Linked DNA regions of Mus musculus: regions 2 and 3 are each linked to region 1. Evidence: chromatin contacts called from public Hi-C and promoter capture Hi-C data. All regions are on one chromosome and are shown on one strand. The core of a region is the stretch at or near the end of the contact, and the rest is flanking DNA. Distances in the headings are between cores, read along the strand shown. Region 1 overlaps Vps13d (vacuolar protein sorting 13D). Region 2 overlaps Tnfrsf8 (tumor necrosis factor receptor superfamily, member 8). Region 3 holds the start of Dhrs3 (dehydrogenase/reductase (SDR family) member 3).

Evidence for each region. Promoter capture Hi-C pulls out the DNA fragments that hold promoters and counts their contacts. Hi-C and Micro-C count contacts between places; a contact is called where the count stands out from the background.
Region 2: a contact with region 1 is called in a Hi-C map of liver, with 3 times the contacts expected there. The contact joins two enhancer-like sites. A contact is called at or near these places in 4 of 484 Hi-C or Micro-C datasets (the AtT-20 cell line, CD4 T cells and liver), 2 of 115 datasets of contacts at active chromatin or transcription factors (both in embryonic stem cells) and 3 of 9 other capture datasets (adipose tissue, embryonic stem cells and liver).
Region 3: a contact with region 1 is called in a promoter capture Hi-C map of liver. The contact joins the promoter of Dhrs3 here to the enhancer-like site in region 1. A contact is called at or near these places in 22 of 39 promoter capture datasets (the 3T3-L1 cell line, 3T3-L1-derived adipocytes, the C10 cell line and 14 more), 1 of 15 datasets of contacts at CTCF or cohesin (large pre-B cells), 17 of 484 Hi-C or Micro-C datasets (ECoMG myeloid progenitors, the MNK3 cell line, Th2 cells and 8 more), 35 of 115 datasets of contacts at active chromatin or transcription factors (the 230-238 cell line, the HPC-7 cell line, the NIH/3T3 cell line and 24 more) and 4 of 9 other capture datasets (adipose tissue, embryonic stem cells, liver and 1 more).

The regions. Positions count from the first base shown.
Region 1 is chr4:145,070,210-145,073,324 of GRCm38.p6, reverse strand. Vps13d (vacuolar protein sorting 13D) reads left to right here. Exons shown (of 70, transcript NM_001276465.1): 55 at 831-939. Among named protein-coding and RNA genes, the nearest start is that of Gm36317, 110 kb to the right of the region's middle. Within about 2 kb of position 1,499, at least 5 of the 459 cell types and tissues checked have an H3K27ac peak or open chromatin away from gene starts, as enhancers often do. A contact at or near this core is called in the MNK3 cell line, hepatocytes and liver, where this site is marked.
Region 2 is chr4:145,279,819-145,282,933 of GRCm38.p6, reverse strand. The region is part of intron 10 of Tnfrsf8 (tumor necrosis factor receptor superfamily, member 8); the gene reads left to right. Among named protein-coding and RNA genes, the nearest start is that of Gm36233, 16 kb to the right of the region's middle. Within about 2 kb of position 1,658, at least 23 of the 459 cell types and tissues checked have an H3K27ac peak or open chromatin away from gene starts, as enhancers often do. A contact at or near this core is called in liver, where this site is marked.
Region 3 is chr4:144,891,430-144,894,544 of GRCm38.p6, reverse strand. Dhrs3 (dehydrogenase/reductase (SDR family) member 3) reads right to left here and starts at 1,468. Exons shown (of 6, transcript NM_011303.7): 1 at 836-1,468. The coding sequence starts at 1,030. It also overlaps a transcript of Vps13d not described here.

The DNA.
Region 1 (3,115 bases), core at 250-2,749:
CAGGTCCAACAAGACCCTGTTTCAAATAATAAGATATAGAGTAATTGAGGCAGATATCCAATGTGGATCTCTGGCCTTACTGAATAATGTATATACACAGGTGAGTTTACCCAGCCATATGTATATAGTCCCCAACAGCCTACACAAATGATGATGATAATGATGATGAAGAAGGAGGAGGAGGAGGGGGAGGAGAAGGAGAAAAGAAGAAGGAGGAAGAGGAGGAGGAGCAGGAGGAGGAGCAGGAGGAGGAGGAGGAGGAAGAGGAGCAGGAGGAGGAACAGGAGGAGGAGGAGGAGGAGCAGGAGGAGGAGGAGGAGGAGGAGGAGGAGAACAAGAAAAAAGATGCCTCAAGCAGAACAAGACTGCAACATTCCATAAAGCTTGGGAGTTTTGAGTCACAGGCCTAAAGTGGGGCGCGGTGTCTATTGGCCCATTCTTCTCATCCTAATGATCCCTTGGGATATCTGCCTTGGTTGTGCCATGTCTCCCTTAAAGATTTATGCTCATTGTTTCATGTCTTAATTTTGTGCCAATGAAATTATGAGGAAAGGGAAAATGCTTGAGTTTTGTGTTCTTAAAAATAAGCCTTGAATTGTGCAAAGGTAGGGGCAGCTCTAACTAAGCCTTTGTCCTGTCTGGCTTTCTCTTCTGTATTTTGTGAATTTTTGTTTGTTTTGAGACAGAGTCTTTCTGTATAGCCTGGGTTCTCTTTCTACTTCAGTTTCCTGAGTGCTGAGATTACAGCACAGGCCGAACTGTTTGTTCTTTAATAGAGATTTATGCTTTGTTCTGTGTGTACGTGTGTGCACTCATTTATTTCCTCTTAGTTTGCAGGAGGGAAAAGGAAGGCCTGTGGCTTCCCACAAGGCGATTACCTGTGCAGAACTTGTCTTGGATGTGTCTCCAAAGACGCAGAGAGTCATCCTGAAAAAGAAGGTAAGAGCTCAGGGCTAGCAGTAAAAATTGGTCAGAGATCTTACAAATGGCAGGAACAGAGGTAGTAAGTAGTTGAAACTGAAAGATGACATCAGTTAGGGTCGGCAGAGATGCAGCAACCACTCTCGGGAGGACGATTACGGAGTTGTCATGTGGCATGCATAGACCTGAAGAGTCTGCGTAGTTTAAGTTCTACAATTCCAAGGGCCCTGGTGGAGGGCTGTGTTTACACTAATATGTCACCACATGTGGCATGAGGTAGTTTATTCATAGTCAGTTGCACTTCGAGGTTATGAAAGTCTGGACAATTTCCAGTCGTCCTGGGCAACTTGAAATCCATTCAGCCCCATGGACTTCTCCCTTCCTTCCTCAGTCTCACCTCAGGTGTACAGACTAAGTTGCTAGCAAAGAGGGAAAGGGCACCTCAGAAAGATGATGTATCTTCATTTTTTAAGAGAGTTCTGGTTGGTTCCAGCTTAGGTCAGGTTAATCCCTGAAGGCCAGCTGTCCTCACTGGGCAACTGGGTCATACCTCAGCCTGCAGCACCTGAGCTGCTTCCTGTGTTGGCCAGTCCTGTGGGCAAATGTGAGCACAGGTCAGGCTGTGGGAGCTGCCTGAGAGCTCCAGGCTGACTTTGGTGTCATTGGCATGGACAGCAGTTCCAACGGCAGAACAGGCGCTGCTCTCAATTTGAAGCTGGATTTCTCACTCCTCCTGAGCTGCATCTTCTTATCAAGTTCCTAGGGGTTTTAAAGGAACCGTCTAAGATAATATACATGAAGTGATATGTCAGACGTGTGGGGATGATAGCATAGCACACACTTCTGAAGACACAGCCATGCCAGGCTCACACTGAGCACTTTGTGGTTATTACACTTAACACAAGAACTTGAAGAGGTGGGTTAGTTTGTCCATTTGGCAGGTCAGGGAGCAGGCTCCAGGAGCTTAGATGCCTCATGTGCATTACTCAGGCTGAAACTAGCTCACTGTGACCGTGCAGCTGGGTCTCAGATCTGGCCATTGCTACTCTGATGTTCGCATTAGAACCTTTGGTTTCCAATTTATAGGATGTAGCTCAGTAGCTACACTGCCAGCCCTAGATTCAATTCCTGGTAGTTGATAAGAAAAAATGTACAATGAAAAAACTATCTTTCTGGCACATGCGTATCATGTGAACGAATTAGTGGGTACCAGGGGTGTCCACAGCTGTGGTGCAGCTCCTACATGCTAGAAGTATGTGACCCTGAGAGTCACAGCTTGGGTAAAGGTGTCCCTGCAGTGGGGCTATGTGGATTGTGTTAGGGAGGCAACATGAAAGAACAGTTAAGTACACTCTAGAATGGGAAGGGTCACATTTGTCCCACCGCTCACCAGTCCTGGCAGCGTGGGAAAGTTACTTCTTCTCCCCACACTATGACTTCCTCCTCTTCTATAAGGACAGTGACAGCATGTACCTTGTTGGATTATTTTGGTCAGCTAGTTTCAGCCTGAGTAGTGCACATGAGGCATCTAAGCTCTTGGAGCCTGCTCCCTGACCTGTCAAATGGGCAAACTAGCCCACCTCTTCAAATACTAAGTGTATAGGTTATACAATTTTCTTTAAAGTTTATTTTAACTATTTATACATGTGTATGTCTATTGGGTGGGACCTGGGGGGGGGGCGGGTGTGCATTTATCAGTGCGCCTTACCTTAGAATCCAGGTAAGGTCTTTAGATCACTGCCTAGAGCTGGAGGTTGGAGTTACAAGCAGTTGTGGCTTGCTGTCTGATGTGGGTGCCGGGAAGTAAACTTCATGGGTCCTCTGCAAGAGCATATATGCTCTTAACCATGAAGCCATCTCTCCAGTCTCAAAGAATACTTCTTTAAAAATTTGTACCACTTTCAAATTTTGGTTGCTTGATTTAGGGGTTTAGTATGGCCTGATGAGCTGGCTAGGGTTTACCACATAATCCTGAGGACCTGAGTTTGAGCCCCAGATCTAATGGTGAAAGGAGAAAACCAACTCCTGAGAATTGTCCTTAGACTTCCACACGTGTGTACCACTAGACACTCATGGTGGCACTCAACATACATTACACACACAGAGCAAAATAAAATTTAAAAAATGAAAAAGAGTTTGGCATACTTATCTAACTAGAAATTCCCAATAATCAAATCTTTAGTATTTTTTGTGG
Region 2 (3,115 bases), core at 409-2,908, 210 kb before region 1:
TCAGATTTCCAAACGTAGGGAACAGTACAAAAACTGACATTTTCCAAAACAGTTTTTGGAGTAACTTAACAGACTTGATTTCTTATCATCCTTAAGTACTTCACTGTGTGTTTCATAATAACCAGGACATTGCAGTAAGACCATCAGGATCAAAGAATTCAGCCTGTTCTATCACCACCAATCAGTGCCCAGATCAGACTGGTTTGTTTCTTTTCTCTTCTCTTCATTTCTCTTCATTTCTCTTCATTTCTCTTCTCTTCTCTTCTCTTCTCTTCTCTTCTCTTCTCTTCTCTTCCTCTTCCTCTTCCTCTTCCTCTTCCTCTTCTCTTTCCTTTCCCTTCTCCCTCCCTCCCTCCCTTCCTTCTTTTCTTCCTTCCTTCATTCCTTCCTTCCTTCCTTCCTTCCTTCCTCCCTCCCTTCCTCCCTCCCTCCCTCCCTCCCTCCCTCCCTCCCTCCCTCCCTCCCTTCCTTCCTTCCTTCTTTTTTGGTTTTTTTGAGACAGGATTTTTCCATGTAGTCCTGGCTGTCCTAAAATTCACTCTGTAGACCAGACCACCCTCAAACACACAGACCCACCTGCCTCTGTCTCCTTAGTGCTGGAACTAGAAGTGCCGTCATACCTGGTCAGAATGGGTTTTTTTGATGTGTCCCAATAACATTTTTGGCTTGGATCCCATGCTTCCATTGGTCACCAGATCTGTGGTTCTCCTCTCATCTTGGTCAGTTCCCAATTATTCCTTGGGTATCAAAGCCTTCACACTAGGGAGAGTCATGAGCTGATCTGGCCTGTAGTCCTGATCTTGGGTCTTGACCTCTAGTACAAACTACAAGAATGGACTTGGGCCATCAGTCTTTGATGCTGAGATCTTTGGGGAGCTTCCTGCCACACTTCCATCTGTCATTTTCCTGGCACTGTGTATTTGGAGCACTCTTGCAAACCCATCAGCCAAGCCACACCTTGATAATGCCTTGGTAATGACTGGTAAAGGAGGGTTTAGAGATTTGTCAATAACCTGCTCTGCTTTTAATCAAGGTTTGTTTTCTTGTTAGTGTATGTATATCTGTGTGCATTCATAGGTTTCTTTCATTATTTTAATGTTGCCATCATTGTAGCAAATTCTTAACCACTGTCCCAGAGCTGGGTAGCAGGAATCCCTCCAGACATGTCCTTTTGTGTTGCGGGTACCATTTTGGTTTTGTTTTTCATTTTTTGAGACAGGGTCTCATGTAGCCCAGATGTCCTCAAATATGTCCTGTAGCTGAGACTAGCCTTGAACTTCTTGTTGTATATGTGTGTCAGGGGGAGGATTGTTGTTGTTTTGTTTTGTAGGGTTTTTATGTTTGTTTGTTTGTTGTTTGTTTTTTGAGAGATGTTCTCACTATGTAACCCTGGCCAGCACGAATACACAGAGATCCACCTGCCTTTGCTTCTCGTGCACTTGGTACTCCAACATGCTATTTTGAGGTGCTGGGGATTGTCCTTTTTTTTCGGGAGCCCTTCCAGGTCATCTCTCCACCTAGGGAGTCTATTTACTGAGTCTACTGGTCCCAATTGCAAACTTCTACGTCAGAGCTGTCCTGCCTCCCACAGCTCTGCCATGGGACTGAGAGTTCAGAGTAGGAACAGAGCTTTAAATCTCTGGCACTCATGAATCTCCAAGCGTGGCCTTTGGAGCGGATCAGTGATCAGCCAGCTGAGCCCGGGGCCACTGCTGTACAGTCTGTCCTGGACTTGGGCCCTGGGGTTCGGAATAGATTTACAAGTAGATTGTGATTATTCCAAAAAGCAAGGAAACCAACAAATGAGGACAAGCAGGCTAACGCAATCGTTATTTTTTAAGGGAAGAGCCTTGGGCAATCTGAACTCTGCCCTTGGCAAGTTCTACTTTGGGTCTTTCTCAGAGAATTCACAGGCTGTAACAGGGCAGGCTGTTGGCAGAGGATGAGGCCCTCTAGATTCTGCCCTCTATTTTTTTTAATGTAACTCTTTTTTTTTTTTTTTTTTTTTTGGCTTTTCGAGACAGGGTTTGTCTGTGTAGCCCTCGATGTCCTGGAACTTGATTTTTAGACCAAACTGACCTTGAACTCAAAGATTAGCCTGCCTATGCCTCCCTCTGTAGTGCTGGGATCAAAGGTGTCAAAGGTCGCCACTGCCCAGCTTTAGATTCTGCTTTTTTTTTTTTCACCTTGATGTAAATACATGCTTGTTTCTGAAAGTTAGAATCTATACATTTTTTTCTCCTGTCATAGAAAATCTAAACTGTGTTAGCAAACCTGGGGCCTCTTACAGGGGGTCCTCAGCCCCTTGGTAATCATTTAGCTTGGAAAAATCCTAATGAGGCTTCACTTTTTAGAAGAATTTTAGGATAAGAGGAATCCGTTCCTTCCATCTCTGACACTGTGCGGTCAGTCCCATCACAAAGCTGCAAGAGGCAGGAGAGCCCCCAACACAGAAATCTGCTTTTGGAGACCTAACAGACTTAATCAATGGGTTCCCTAGGTGGAGAGACGGCCTGGAAAGGCTCCAGAAAAGAGGACAATCATCAGAACCTCAAAATGTGTAGTGGGACACACCCGGAGTTCCAGCTCTTGGGAGACAGAGGCAGCTGGTTTGTGCCTTTAATCCCCGCAGAGGCAAGTGGATCTCTGTGTGTTCACAGCAGCCAGGGCTACATAGTGAGAACCTGTTTCAAACTCAGATGTGATGGTGCCATTTGTAATATCAGCACTTGGGAGTAAGGGAGAGAGAGATCGGGAGTTCAAGATCATCCTTGGACAAGTTCGAGGCCAGTGTTTTACGCCTCTCCTCAAACTGAGAAAATAATGGAGTCCCAATGTGGCCATGCCCAAATGATTTTATTATTGACTTCTTCTAATGGGGTTACATATTAGCACATTTAAAGAAATAAACAGTAATTATCATTTTAATTTTTAACTATTTAAAGTGTATATGAGCATTTGCTTGCATGTATGTAACACCACAAGCATGGTGCCCACTGAGGCCAGAAGAGGGCACTGGATCCATTGAAATTGGAGTTACAGAGGTTGTGAGCGGATGCTGGGAACCGAATCTAGATCCTCCTGAAGAGCAGCCAGTGCTCTTAATGTCTCAGCC
Region 3 (3,115 bases), core at 219-2,718, 180 kb after region 1:
CCAGTACTCTGCAACACCACGTCTCCAAAACCTGGAGCATGGGGAGCTGGTGTCACCCACATAATAAGAGGCAGTGGTCAGAGGGGCACAGTGCCACCTTCCAATCCAGCTGAGAAGGATCCCCTCCGATGAAGAGGGCGGGGGTGGGAATCAAGGTTGAAGGTGAGGACAAGGGCTCTCTTTATCAGCGGCTGGCTACCCCCTCACCCCTCTTTCAGAATTTTAAACACCTGGGCCTCCCAGTCTTTCAGCCGGACTAGACCATCCACGTCAACTCTCTCCTTTACAAATCTGAACCGAGCACCCTATCTCACGTCCCTGCCTAGCTGCAACCTCTCAGCTTGTTTGGGACTAGGCAGCGAGTTGCCAAGCAAAATACCAAGCGCAAGCTAGCAGGGGGTTTGGCTTCCAGCTCTACCTAGGGGCGCGCGCACACCCTGCGCTTGGCAGGGTGCGGGCAAAGAGAGAGAGAGGGCACTACACCTTAGAGAAAGAGTCATGCGGCAAAATGGGTGGGTATTCTAGGTATGGTAGTTGGTAGGGGTAAATAGCCAGCGAGATACCAATCCCAGGGGAGCCAAGCAACTCAGGGCCTGCCAAAACACAGTCCGGTGCCCGGGAAATCTATGAAGGATGAAACCGACTTGCTTCGCAGTCCCAGGTGATGCAAGGAGTGGGTGGCTTGAGACTTTCAGATCGTTGGCGCTGGTTTCCGCACCCGCAGCAGGTGGGAACACCCCCCACGACTGCCTCCCCCTCCCTGCGTGCCAGAGTCCCTTTACCCTCAGCGCCCACTCCAGGTGTCGCAGTGCCACCCCGCCCCCACGCCGTGTACCTTTCTGGCGCCACGCTCTGCGAACTCCCGAGCGAGGTGGCGTCCGATGCCTCTCCCACCGCCGGTGATGAGGACTGACTCCCGCGACAAGTCCCGAAGCTTGGGGGGCAACACCATTCCCACGGCTGCTTTGGTTACCAAATAGATCATTTGCAGAGGGAACACTACCAGCGCGCCCAGCCATTTCCACACCATCCTCCGCGCGGAGGAGCGGGGTACAGGGGGAGGTGGTAGGAGGCGGTGGACAAAACTCCCCGGACAGGAATTAAAAAAAGATAGAAAGAAAACTCCCCCAAACAATAATAAACTAAATAAGGAAAAGGAGGCGTCCCACCTGGTCACTCTTGAACTGATCTCCTTTCAGATGTAAAGGACAGGGCGAGGAAAAATGGGAGGAAAAAGAAAAAAAAAAGAAAAAGAAAAAAAAGATAAACTCTGCTCTGGCGGAGAGGTAAAAAGCGTCTCAGAAGATTGGGACGGTGAGAGGGGCTGTGGAGAGTCCAAGGGGTGGGAAGTTTTAACAAGAAGTTTCTTGCCCCAACAGCCGTTTCGGCTGGGAAATTCACAGGTAATGTTTACAGACCGACAGAAGAGTTTAGGCAAGGCCAGGGACGAAAAAAAAAAAAAAAAAAAGCACCAACCACAGCGCGCACACAGCTACAGTCCGCGGTTTCAAAGTGCAAGATTAACAAAACAAACAAACAAAAAAGCTGTTTCCCAATTGTAGCGCCCCCCTCCAACTTTCTCCAGAAAAAGAAAGGGGGGAAAAAACCACACACAAAAACACCACACACAAAACCTGGGGAGTGATTGCAGCTCCCAATTTCAGTCCGCGAAAGTCTCCCGACTCATTGCTATTCTTGGGCTCAGGAAATTGCTTAAACGCGATCTGATTGCCAGCACCGTGCAGGAGAAGTGGGGGGTCCGGGTGTCAGTTTCTTCTCGTGCACAGCTCGCCCTCGCGCGCGCCCGCTCTCTCCGGTTCCCTCCTCCCTCTCTTGCAGCCCGGGCTGGGAGTTGCCGCTCGGTGTGGCTCCCTCTCTTCCCCCCTCCCCTTTAGTATTTATTGCCTTCTTTTTTGTTCTTTCCAACTTGGTCGGGCCCGTACTGTGGAGCACTCGTGGATAGGACGCCCTAGTCTGCACCGCCCTATTACTTCGTCCGCGGGGCAGCTGCGGCGTGGACCGAAAGGGCGCCCCCTCCTTTTTTTTTTTTTTTTTTTTTTTAATACCCCATTAAGTCTGATTGACAGTTAAAGTTGTTGGGAGGCTTCACTATCGTGCCTCTGAGTGGCTGCGGCGACTTCCCCTCCCCCTGCGCCGTGGCGGGGCACGCGCCTAGGCGCGCACCCGGTCTCGCTGCGTCTCGCACTCCCCTGGGACTCGCTTCTCATTTCTGCAAGCTGGAACTTGCTGCCCTAGTCCCCGAGGGCTCGCAGCCGGAACTCGAACACGCTGCAACCAACTCTGGCAAGCCAGCTTGCTGTATCAGACCTGGCTCCCAGCCTGGGCCAGGTGACCACCCCTGAGCGGCCGGGCAAACCGAGGGGAAACTCGCGCATGCCTTGATGCTATTGGGTCGCCAAGGGTTCATTTCAGGTCACTTGGTCATTCTTCTGCCTCCAGGTAGGACCAGGAGGTTATGTTTCATCATTGCCTGATTCCCATTTTCCTTCAAAGAGTGTACATCCGAAGTTGTATTAACGTGAAGTCTCTCACGTTGAGGTAGAGGGACCCCTTGGGAGGCAGGATTTTGCTTTGGGAGAAAGGGGAGCAGGGCAAAGGACCTCTAACCCCAGGTGCCAATAAAATCCCCATAAGATTAGCTGGGAGCTTATTTATTGCTTATCTGGGCTAGAATTACCTTGACTGACAGCAATTTCCTTAATAACAGAAGCCTGTAAACAACACGTCTTCAAAGCTATGCCACTGTTCAGTTCATCCAGTGTCCCCTCTCTGGGTGCCCTTACCCCGCTGACCTTTTGGGCACCCACCTTGTAACCTCTTGCCCACCCCTTGTAAGAACGTCTCCCTGTTGGGAGGGCGGGACCCAGCTATTTAGACTTGCCTGTTGCGGGAAGTCTAGGAGGTGAGTCATGAGAAGCAGGCCCAGTTAAAAGTGCTGATGAGACTTGCCACCCGCCCCCTCTGCACATCCCTGGGCGGGAGAGGGAGAGACAGCCAGGGAGCCTGCCCTATAATCTGGGGCAGCCCTTTCCAGCCCTGGACGTGTTCAGGCTGGGAGTCCTGGGCCTCAGCCCCAAAGACTGATCCAGCAGGC